2 separate regions of the Ovis aries genome follow, and region 1 is linked to region 2. The links are chromatin contacts, called in public Hi-C maps. All regions are on one chromosome and are shown on one strand. Each heading gives the region's core, a stretch centred on a gene start, on an enhancer-like site or on the middle of the called end of the contact. The rest is flanking DNA. Distances are from core to core; before and after follow the strand shown. Region 1 holds the start of ARL6IP4 (ADP ribosylation factor like GTPase 6 interacting protein 4). Region 2 holds the start of SBNO1 (strawberry notch homolog 1).

Region 1 (5,319 bases), core at 1,764-4,263, 310 kb after region 2:
TGATTAAAGAAGCAGGAAGGCTTCCTTCTGGGTCTCAGTACTGCGCCGGCCACCAGAGCACTGGGGGTGGGGGCTGGGTGGGGGGTGCAGCCTGCCCTAGGAGGTAAAGGCAGTCCTTCCCAGGACACAGTGTCAGCTGTGCTCACAATACCAACACACTCCCATGGGCCTTCTCTCTGCTGGGCTTCCTTCTAGCCCCTTCCTGGGTATGAACTCACTCTGTCCTCACAGCAATCCAGTGATGAAAATGGGTGCTGTCAGCCTCTGCCTCACAGAGGACACAGCCTGTGAGCTGGGCCAGGACTCCTCCCAGGCCAGCAGGACTCTCTTATCTGCAGAGTTAACAGCAAGGGTAGCAGCCTCCCTCCAGGCCTGAGGAAATCAGCTTAAGAGCCGAGGGTTTGGGATTCAGCTGGGGTGGAGTGGGGCTCTGGTCCAGGCCGGCTGACCTGAGGGTGAGGACCGCAAGAGTAGCTGGTGTGTGCCCCCCACCAAAGCTCCCAGAGTCCTTATCTTTGCCCTGAAGTCGGGTTGCCTCCTTCCCTCCCCCTCAGCACAAAAAGCAACAACACAGAAGATGTCTCCAACCAGGGAACATTTAATATCTGGGAAGGTGCGCTCTTTCGGGAGATGGGGGAGCTGACTTGGCCAGTGACCCCCGACCTCCACTCCCTGCATTGCAGAGGAGGCTGGGCCAGAGGCTGGTCTGCAGGAGAAAGAACACCCAGCGGGCTCCCCACTGTCCACCCTGAGGCCAGCCTCCAGGTCGTGCCAACACCATGTGTAGCAGGCCTTGGATGGGGGCCACGGGGGCCTCAGGGCAGGAGCCCTGCTCTCATCTGGAAGGCCAGGCCGTCCCCTCGGGTGGCTTGCTGGGGAAGAAAGCACACAGGAGGGGATAGGTCAGAAGAAGAGCTGGGGGTGGGCCTGGGTAAGGGGGCGACACCCACCTTATTGATCTCTCTCTGTCGTTCCTTGGTGACGATTTCTTCTAAGACCTCGCCGTCTCCCTTAATGAGCCTGGGGATGGGAGTGGGCAGGCTGAGCCTCTTAACTGAGAGGCCAGAGCACCAGAACCAGAAGCACCCGGCAGAGGGGTGCCAGGCCCAGGCCCCACCACCTCCTTGAGCAGGCTGCCACACCCTGCTGGCCACTCCCACTCCTCCCTCCTCACCTCCCTCCCTTGCCACAGAGATGAGGACAGAGGGTAGCTCTGCCATCAGACAGGCCAGCTGTGGCTCTTTGAAGACCCTCCCTCAAGGCCTTTCCAGCCCCTGCAATTGCCTACTTCAGCCAATAGGGAGCAATGGCCTGAGAAGTCTCATCAACAAGGGACTTTTCCCCTGGTCGTCAGCCTGTTTAGAGCAGCAGCAGCCCCCATCCCTCCTCCTGAGAGTGCAGTCTGGGGCCAGCGTGCCCCACCTGGTGCGTCCTGTCTCCGGGTCCACCACCTTGCGGATGACGCTCTGCCGGGCATCCCACTCCTCCTTGGTCATGGGCTTCATGGCCTGGATGCGGGACTTCTGCTCGTCCGTCAGGACTGGAAGGTAAGATGGCAGGGAGGCGGTGGCAGAGCCTCAGGGAGAGGACCCTCCCCGCCCTGCACAGCGGGCAGCGCAGTACCTGGGCCATCCTCTTCCTCCTTGGCTGCTCTGTGCCACTGGTCCAGCGAGGGTCCGGGCAGAGCCTCAGCCTGCTGCATTCTGGCCTTCTCCTTGCCTCTCTTCTTCAGCTTCTTCTTCCTTTTCTTCTTCTTCTTCCTCTTCTTGTCCTTGTGCTTCCCCCGCTTCTTCCGGCCATCGCTGGAGGAAGAGGAGGAGGACGAAGAGGAAGAGGAGCTAGAAGAACTGGAAGAAGAGGAGGAGGAGCTGGATCGTGGTCTCCTCCGGGCCTTGTGCTTGCTTCTCTCTGTGATGCAGGGAGAAGGTGAGGCTGGAAGGCCAGGAGGGGAAGAAGTAAACCTTCGTCCCCTTGCTCTGGCCTATAGCAGGCTCAGGCTGACTACCTCCTGGCAGGGCTTCAGCACGCTGTGGAGAGGCACTTTCTCGACGCCGCACACTGTCTGCCCAGGAGCAAGGTGGCCAGCACCCACATCTTAGGCCCTGCTACACCAAAATTATGATAAAGTGCTCGCTTCACTCCGTATTCAATGGGTTGGCCCAGCCCCTGGATTCTGAGGATTCTGAGCGTCTTTCATTCCAGATAGCGAGGACACTCTTGTGTCCCTCTGAATAGTGCTCCCTGCGATTTTCCAAAAGTCAGTCTGGAGAAGCCCTCCCGACTGCCTGCAACTTCCTCCCTGAAGTTCCCTCATCCCTTTCCCATTCCCTCTGGTCCTCACCCTCAGCCCCAGAGGAGGTGATGCTGGCCTTGCGGCTTTGGGATCTCGAAGCCGAGCAGCTCCTCCGGGCGTCCTTACTGCTCTTCTTCCTTTTCTTTTCCGACCCTCGCCCCCGGGAACGGCTGCGACTCCTAGAGCGCTTGCGGGAGCCGACGTGAGCCATAGCGCCGCGAACTGCACACACGAAGGCACACTTAAACTCGGGATCGATCACGGGGCCGGCCCGCAGACTGGGTTCCCAGGGAGGCTCTACTCTGGCCGAGTCGACCAGATTCGGCCTGGTCTTCTGCGGCCTGGCACCCATCACTACCCGGGGCAGCGTTGTTGAGGGGGAGTTGGAGCAACCTTGCGATCCTCACCCGCCCCCAACCCCGGGTAACCCAAGTTCTCCGCGGACTCCCGGCTCCTCCGCTGCGGCCCCTTTAAGGGTCCGCCCCCACGCGGACGCTTCACGGCTGCGCGCGCAGCTCAGGCGCCTCTAGGAACGGCCGCGCTCCTCAGATGCCAGGTGCGTTCCTCTTCCCTTTCCACGTGCGCCTACCCTTCACCCCGCGCCCTCCGCGGCCTTGCCGCCTCAAAGAAAGTCCCCGGGGTTGCTCTGCTCCCTCTTCAACCGCCCATCCGGCGGGACCGCCAACCCTGCACCACGCCTTCGAGTGAGGAAGCAACGGCTGGGTGACTTCCGGCCCAGGGCGGTGCACTGGGAGGCTGTCCGGCCGCGAAGCGAGGCGCTGCTGCCTTTAGTTCTGAAGCCCCAGGTTCCGTCTGTGGGGCAGCCCAAGAAACCGAGTCTGGCGCGCTCACCTCCCAGAGAGGCGAGCTGGGGCTCCAGGCTTCCGCCTCTAGGGGGAGCTCCCGGACGAGAGACCTGCTCGCCAGCCTGGTGCCAGTCCCAGAGCTCACAAGCCCTTTGCCGCAGCTATGCCCTCTCCCATCTTTAGCCTATTCGGTCGGCCCGCAGCAGCCCCAGTCCCTGTGAAGCCCAGGGGAGGAGGCCACTGTGGATTTTCTGCGGACATGTCCACACCAGCAGGCCGTGAGCTCCAGAACCTTGGTCTTTCCGATGTCTGCATTCAGTAATACAGAGGTCACAAACTCAGACGTCCATAGAAACCAGAAAGTTCACAGCAACCTATGAGGGACCCCTGTGAGGGAGTGTACCACAGGCCTCGAGAGTCTGGTCTCCCTGTTTTCTGCAGTGTGGACTGGGGCCGGATATTTCCAGATCTTCCCACTTTGCCAGGGGAGTCCAAACTCAAGATTTCAACATGGAAAACTCTCCCAAACATAGCATCGCTGCATGCCTCCTCCAGTCTTGGGGCCACCGAGTTGCAAACTCTTTGATAGTAATGACAGCAGCAAACCCAGAGGACTGTTGTAAATTGCTTTATAAATGGGAAGTCATTTGATCCTCAAAACAGCTCTAGGACATCGGTACTTTCCAGGAAAAAAGACTAAGGCAGAGAGAGGCAGGTGGCTTACCCAGTTACAACTGGAAGTGGCTGAATCAGAATTTGAATCCAGGCAGTCTGGCTCCAAGTTCCTGCTTCTAATCTTTCTGCAGTAACCCCTCCATACCATCCAGAAGATGGAGGTGACCCACCCAAATCCCCTTAGAAGACATGTGCACTCGACCTTAGCCATGGTGTCTGCTGCTGACACCCCACACCTTTACCCTGCTCTGGAAGATTTCCTTGGCCACTGGGAACCATGCTGCCCTGGAGGTGGATGTTTGGGAAGTTACTCACCCACTCCATACCCTGAAACACCCCATAGCCAATAACTGCTGTTGGGGGCAAACTGTGCTTCAATTCATGCTCCAGAGAGCCCTGTGGGATTGGGCTGAAACTGGATGCTGTGTCAAACCATCCTGATCCAGCTCCTTCCTGCCCTGTCCTGCTCCTCCCTGGAGCACTCCCTCCTTAAACCACATGCACAGGAATTCCTGTCTCAGGCTCTGGTCTACAAGCCTGACCTAAGCCAGCCTGTCTGCTGAAAGAATGACCCAGAAGCCTGTGTGTCCTCTTGAATCAAGAAGTGCTGAGGGCTGCAGGGTGTTTATTTCTGTCCTTGCCCGCCACACTGGCCCTGGCCAAGCTCAAGTTAGGGCACACACATCCACTGTGGCGGGCTCCTCGCGGGTGAAGCCATCACCGAAGCCCTCGTCGTCCACCAGGTCAGGCTTGCGGCAGCACATAGGGCAGAGGCGGTTGCGCACGGCTGAGGCCCGGAGCCAGACGACCAGGTTCCAGCGCTCACCGGTGCCCAGGGGCCGGGCCCCGTGCAGCTGGCCCCCACGGTGCAGGAGGCCCTGGCCCACCACGTGCTCCACCTCCAAGGGCTTGGCCAGGGTTGAAGGCACCTGTGGACAGTGGAACTCAGGCCTGGGTACTCACAGTGGCTCTGGCCCAGCCCCACGGGTTACACACACTAACCTGGAAGAGATCCCCGAAGTAGAGGGCACCCCCTGTGAAGGCCTTGCCCAGGGACACATTGAGGGTGAGCTCGGCATTATCGTAGTGGCAGCCTAGCTCACGGTCTTGGCCGGGTGCGTATTTGACCACAAAGGCCCGGTGGCTGTCTAGCCAGCCCCCGCCACAGTCTGGATACAGCAGGGCCATCAGCGGCTGGAGGAAGCGCTCCCGCAGTGGTGTTACCAGCGGTTCATCCAGGCCTAGCTCATGTAGCAACACCTGGGGGTGGGGGAGCTCAGAATTAGCAGGGAAGCTTGTAGGGCCTGTCCCTGGGTCCCTGGGGGAGTCCCTCACTAAGGACAGTGCTGAGTGCTGTGCAGACATCATCAACCTGCTTAACTTCATAATAATACTGCCTGATTTCATCTTACAGATGGTGAGACCAAGGCTTGGAGGAGGTCTGCGCTGGGAACACGTCTCCCCAGACGGAGGTCCCTGCCTCCTTGTGCTGGCGGGGTGGAGCCTCACCCACCCCATAGTTGTTCATGGTGTTGGGTCTTCCCT
Region 2 (5,438 bases), core at 2,830-5,329:
ATGTTACTGATACCCAAACTCCCAGGAGGGGGTTCTGCTCAGCTGGTGTCTCTGAGCTTAGAGAGTGACCTTGTGGATGCTCTCACTGGTCCTTGTGTCTGGAAGGAGAGTTTGGTGTGTTGAGGCCAGCTCTACCCATAAAGTGTGGGAAAAAAATGCAAAATGGATACAGCTCCTCCTGTACGAAGGAAAGGCATGTGCCAGGGTGAAGAGGTGTTGCTGGGATGAAGTTCACAGGAAACTTTTTCCTCCTCAAGCCTAGCAGCCTCCCTGTAGCCTTGCAGAGTGTAATGTTGAAACAGCTGGCAAAGCAGCAGTGTAGTTTTGCAGTGCATCACTAAGGAGAGCACAGATGCTTGAGTTTGGAGCTGAGAAATAGTATATATATTTTTTTAATGAATTTGATTGCACCAGGTCTTAGTTGAGGCACTCAGGATCTTCGTTGGCAGCATGCAGGATCTTTACTTATGGGATGAGAACTCTTAGTTGTGGCATGTGGGATTTAGTTCCCTAGCCAAAGACTGAACCCAGGCCCCCTGCATTGGGAATATGGAGTCTTAGCCACTGGACCACCAGGAAAGTTCAGAAAAGCCATGTCTTAATAACTGGTGCACGTGCTTTGTTACTGTCTGTTCTCTCAGCTTTGCTCCTGTCTGTTACATTGAACATTTGTTACAGAAACATGTTTCCTCTTCTTGAAGTTCCCTGTTCACTTCCAGGAGTTAAGACCTATTTTTCAAATCTTATGGAGGTTATCACTCTCTCAAGGAAGCCTTATTTGATTTCCCTGATGAGATCAAATTACTCTAATAGGTTCTGTTAGCTTTTATGTTGCATTGTCACAGTTACAAGTTTACATTTTTTGGTGAAATTTGAGGATTAACGCCTACTACTCTGTAAGGGGACCATCCCCCGCTCCCCCCTCCCCTTGATTTGTTATTCTTAAACTTGTGTCCCTAACACAATACCTCTAACATATCTGACTCAATAAATATTTTTTGAATGAAATAAAAAGTACAGTGTAAATATAATAGCCACAGGGGAGGAGGAGTCGACACCATGCCTGAAAAGGGAATTTTTCTGAATTATCTGCTTCCAGCAGTATCTCTATTCTAGGTGTTTCCAGTAAGTTTTCCTTCTACCTCTGACCCTCAGTATCTCAGTTTCTATCCGCTGATACAAACTACTTGTGTTGTCATTCTGAGATGCCCCAAGTGTACATTCAATTAAAATATATTATGTATTCTCATAGACAGAAGTGCTTCATTCTTGTTAACAACTGTTTCACTGTAGGAAAGTACCATAGTTTAGTAAGTTCATCTTTTCTTCAAAGACATTAAGGTTGTTTCCCATCTTTTGCTTCTGCAAATTGCTACTGCCATGAATAACTCTGTGCATAACATTTCTGTGCATATGTGCAGTTGTATAAATATGCCCCAAAACTCCATCTTTTACTTTGGTTCAGGGTAAAGAGATGGTGCAGAGATGGCAGCAAGGATCTGGGTTTTTTTGCCTGAGCCACACAGCATGGGATATCTTAGTTCCCCAACCAGTGATTGAACCCTCGCCCCACGCACTGGAAGCACTGTGTCTTAACTGCTGGACTGCTAGGGAAGTCCCTAGAATCTGGCTTAGATGCTCAGAAAGTACCAAAAAAAGGTGGATCCTGGACTCATCCAGTCCCAGTGTACAGCTAGAGTTTGGGGGCCACTTGGAAACTGAATTGCTCCAACCAAGTTTCAAAGGCAGTGATGCATTAACTACATTGTCTTAGATTTCTTTGCTGCATTCTTTCATATGACAATTGCTTGTTTGCTGTCAACTGTACTAGATTATAAACTAGTCTATTGGAAAGTAGTGAACAAGACAGTTGAATGACTTTGCTTTCCAATGGTTTTTTTTTTCCACCTCTTGCTGTGGGGCAAGTGGGATCTTACTTCCCCCCATGAGGGGTCCAACCTGAGCCCCTGCAATGGAAGGGCAGAGTCTTAACCACTGGACTGCCAGGGAAGTTCCTCTAAGGCATTGTTCTTATAGAACTATTTTAATTATTTTTATCTTTATAGGTGTGTGTATGCAGTAAATGAAATAACAGAAGTGAACAGCAAAGTAATTAACTTTCAATTTTAAATGCCTGGACTTCCCTGGTGGCTCAGACAGTAAAGAATCTGCCTGCAATGCAGGAGACCTGGGTTCAATCCCTGGGTGGGGAAGGTCTCCCACTCCAGTATTCCTGCCTGGAGAATTTCATGAACAGAGGAGCCTCGCAGGCTACAGTCCATGGGGATCACAAAGAGTCTGACACGACTGAGCCACTAACATACTTTAAAATATTTATTTATATGTACACATATGGCAACCCACTCCAGTACTCTTGCCTGGAGAATCCCAGGGACGGGGGAGCCTGGTGGACTGCCGTTTATGGGGTCGCACAGAGTCGGACACGACTGAAGCGACTTAGCAGCAGCAGCAGCAGCACACATATATAATACACAGGAATTGATGCTTTTGAACTGTGGTGTTTGAGAAGACTCTTGAGCGTCCCTTGGACTGCAAGGGGATCAAACTAGTCCATCCTAAAGGAAATCAGTCCTGAATATTCATTGAAGGACTGACGCTCAAGCTGCAATACACCTGATGTGACGAACTGACTCATTAGAAAAGACCCTGATGCTGGGAAAGATTGAAGGAAGGAGGAGAAGGGGACGACAGAGGACGAGATGGTTGGATGGCATCACTGATTGTATGGACATGAGTTTGAGCAAGCTCAGGGAGTTGGTGATGGACAGGAAGCCTGGCCTGTGCCACGGGGTTGCAAAGAGTCGGACACGACGACTGAGCGAATGAACTGAACAATACATATTTATGTATATAGACACTACGTTGGAAGACTCAATTATTCTTGCCGTAATTTTTTTCCCTCTCTCCCCTAGCCCCATACTGTCTCTAGAAGAGCTCACACTTTTACCTCCAAGTTAACCAAACCACTAAATTTGCTTTGAGCACAAGGCGAGTTCGACGCGCCACCGGTAGGGGGCAAGAATCACCCAGCGTGCCCATTACCTAAGCAACGGGTTCAAACAGCATTCTCAGGATGACTTTACAAAAGGGTTACCAAGTTAATTTGTTTATTCTGGGTCAGGTCATTTAGTAGTAGTACCAGTAACAAAAATCATAACGGAGAATACAAAAATAAAAGAGGGGGGTAGCAACAGACCTGCAGCAATCATTAATTGAGAGCAACAGTTTGTTCAGGTTAGTGGGTGTGCGCGAGAAAAAGAGAAAGAGGGGCTAACCGCGCTCTCACTCCTTAGGATCTGATTATGGTAATGAAACAGCCGAGGGGCTCCAGTTACTTGCGGTTTCACATTAAATAAAGTGCTCTGAGCAAGCCTAAGAAACAATAAGTAGGCGAATATTTTCTTCTAGAACTCACTAAGGTAACAAGCGTTTCAAAGTGACAGAGACACTACTAGATAACTTCCTGGGCCAAAGCCACACACCAAAAACGTTTTGAAAACAGCTTCAGGCCCCTCCTAGCCGGACTTTGAAAGTAGGTGTGGCACGCATGCGCCCGGCCCACCAGCTGACCTCCTCGTGGCAAGTCAAAGCACCGACCTTCTTCCCGACAGCCCGCGGGGGAGAAAGGGCGGAGGAACGGAACTCTCGCGAGGTCTTTCGAGCGCCGGCGGAAGCAGTAGACACGTGACTCTCCTAGGCGGCCTTCGCCTTCCCCCCCTCCCCCTTCTCGGAAGCCCGGCCCCCTCACCCCTCGCCCACCCGGGAGCCGCGGTAATGGACCGTTTGGGTTCCGGAATTCCCTTGGATCCAACCACTGGTACCCGGTCGGCGGGAGCGACGGAGTTCGTGCTTGGCGGCGAAGGCAGGGGGCAGTCATGGGGGGGTGGAAATCATCTTCCTTCACCTAGGAGGGAGGCGGGGCGGAGAGGTGCTAGGGAGTGGGGTGTTGTGGGGGGGGGGGAGGGAGGAAGTCACGTGGGTCGCGCGGCGCGCGCTGCGTGCGCGCGGCGCCTCATCCGTCGCCCCACCCCCTCCCCGTGGGGCGGGGGGGCTTGGGGGGAGGGGCGTCAAGATGGCGGCGGGGAGGTAGGCAGAGCCGGACGCCGCTGCTGCCGCCGCCACCGCCGCCTCCGCTCCCGTCGCCTCTGGTTCTTCAAGCTCTAGTCACCTGAGAGAATCTGTTCCGGTGTCGGATCCGGCGGGGAAAGTAAGTCCACCTCTTATCCCTTTTCTGCCTCCACACTCCTTCTCCCGGACAGCCTCCCACTCCCACCCTCTTCAGGGGGCCGTGCAGGGCCGGGCTGAGGGGGGGGCCCGCCACCTCACCCTGGCTTGGGGCCTCCCTCGCCGCCCCCTCCGCTGCGCGCCCCGGGGTCTTCGGGGGCACGGTCCTGGCGGCGGCCCCGCCGCGCTCGTTTCCTCCGCCCGTCAGCGCCGGGCCCTGCGGTCGCCGCGCGTGGAGCTCTCGGGCCCCGAGGGCCCCGCTGTCCGGGGTTGGAGACACCTCGTTTAAGCGAGGAGTCAGCGTCTGCGGACGCCGGCTCCGGCTCTGCTTGGGTCGCCCTCTTTGGTTCCTCAGCTAGACCAGGGGTCTGTGAGGTCCTGGGACCCGCAGGAAAGTGAGCTCCGCAATCCTTCAAAAGTCCTCGTACCCAAGGATTGCTCCGGTTCAGGGCGAGAGTGCGGGGAGCGTCAGGACACCGCACCTACAATTTGCTGGTCACCTCGCCGTCGGGGTGGTGGGGACGGTACGTGGGACACGTGGGGCCACCTTCACGCTTCACCCAGTGATGAGGTTAATTTTGCCCCGAGCTCGCTCGCCCGCCCGCCTCCTAGACGCTAAGCAGGCATTTCTGTGGAGGGGCAAGTCGGTTGGGGATTTGCTTACTTTGAGAGTGTTTGGCGTAACGAGCATCTAAAGTTCCCCAAACCAGTGTATGCTGGTGGTTTCCCAGAAGTGGTTTGAAGTCGGTTTAACCGCTGAGGAGATTTGGATGTTCCTGAACCCTTGTGATTGTTTCTTTCCTGACCCTGGCATCCAGCTCCTCCCCTTTCCACCTCGGCTTTGTGCTTCTGTTTGGTTAATGTTTGCGGACCACTAACTTGATCCTCGCGCAGAGAAGCTCTTTTTTATGTGCGTGCTCGGTTAACTGTGGGAGGCTTTTGTTTTGGGGAGTAGTTGGTTGAGAAACGTGGGAAAAGAACGGGAGAGAAAATGAGAGTCAAAGAAAGCAACGTTTTTATCCATTGAATTGCGCAGCCAATTGTAACTGCACCCGGAAGTTTGTACTGAACACGTGTTGATGAGAGAAGGTTAAAAGCTGGGTCCCCTTTGACCTTTGAAGTTGATTATTAGCAGTTTATGTTGAGTTAAATATTTCATATTCTCAGTGTAACCAGAATTACAGACGGAATGG

What was found. A called contact is a pair of places that touch in the nucleus more often than the background predicts.
Region 1: a Hi-C map of liver shows a contact between it and region 2, with 2.9 times the contacts expected there. The contact joins the promoter of ARL6IP4 here to the promoter of SBNO1 in region 2. A contact is called at or near these places in 2 of 16 Hi-C or Micro-C datasets (hypothalamus and liver).

What each region holds. Positions count from the first base shown.
Region 1 is chr17:52,591,721-52,597,039 of ARS-UI_Ramb_v3.0, forward strand. It overlaps ARL6IP4 (ADP ribosylation factor like GTPase 6 interacting protein 4), which reads right to left and starts at 3,014. Exons shown (of 6, transcript XM_027956445.3): 1 at 2,883-3,014; 2 at 2,342-2,515; 3 at 1,624-1,908; 4 at 1,423-1,540; 5 at 951-1,020; 6 at 579-872. The coding sequence starts at 2,504. The coding sequence ends at 816. OGFOD2 (2-oxoglutarate and iron dependent oxygenase domain containing 2) reads right to left here. Exons shown (of 5, transcript XM_060401131.1): 3 at 5,288-5,319; 4 at 4,777-5,034; 5 at 3,712-4,703. The coding sequence ends at 4,440. It overlaps PITPNM2 (phosphatidylinositol transfer protein membrane associated 2), which reads left to right. Exons shown (of 28, transcript XM_060401114.1): 28 at 1-24.
Region 2 is chr17:52,275,972-52,281,409 of ARS-UI_Ramb_v3.0, forward strand. It overlaps SBNO1 (strawberry notch homolog 1), which reads left to right and starts at 4,080. Exons shown (of 31, transcript XM_060401102.1): 1 at 4,080-4,228. It also overlaps a transcript of LOC105602864 not described here.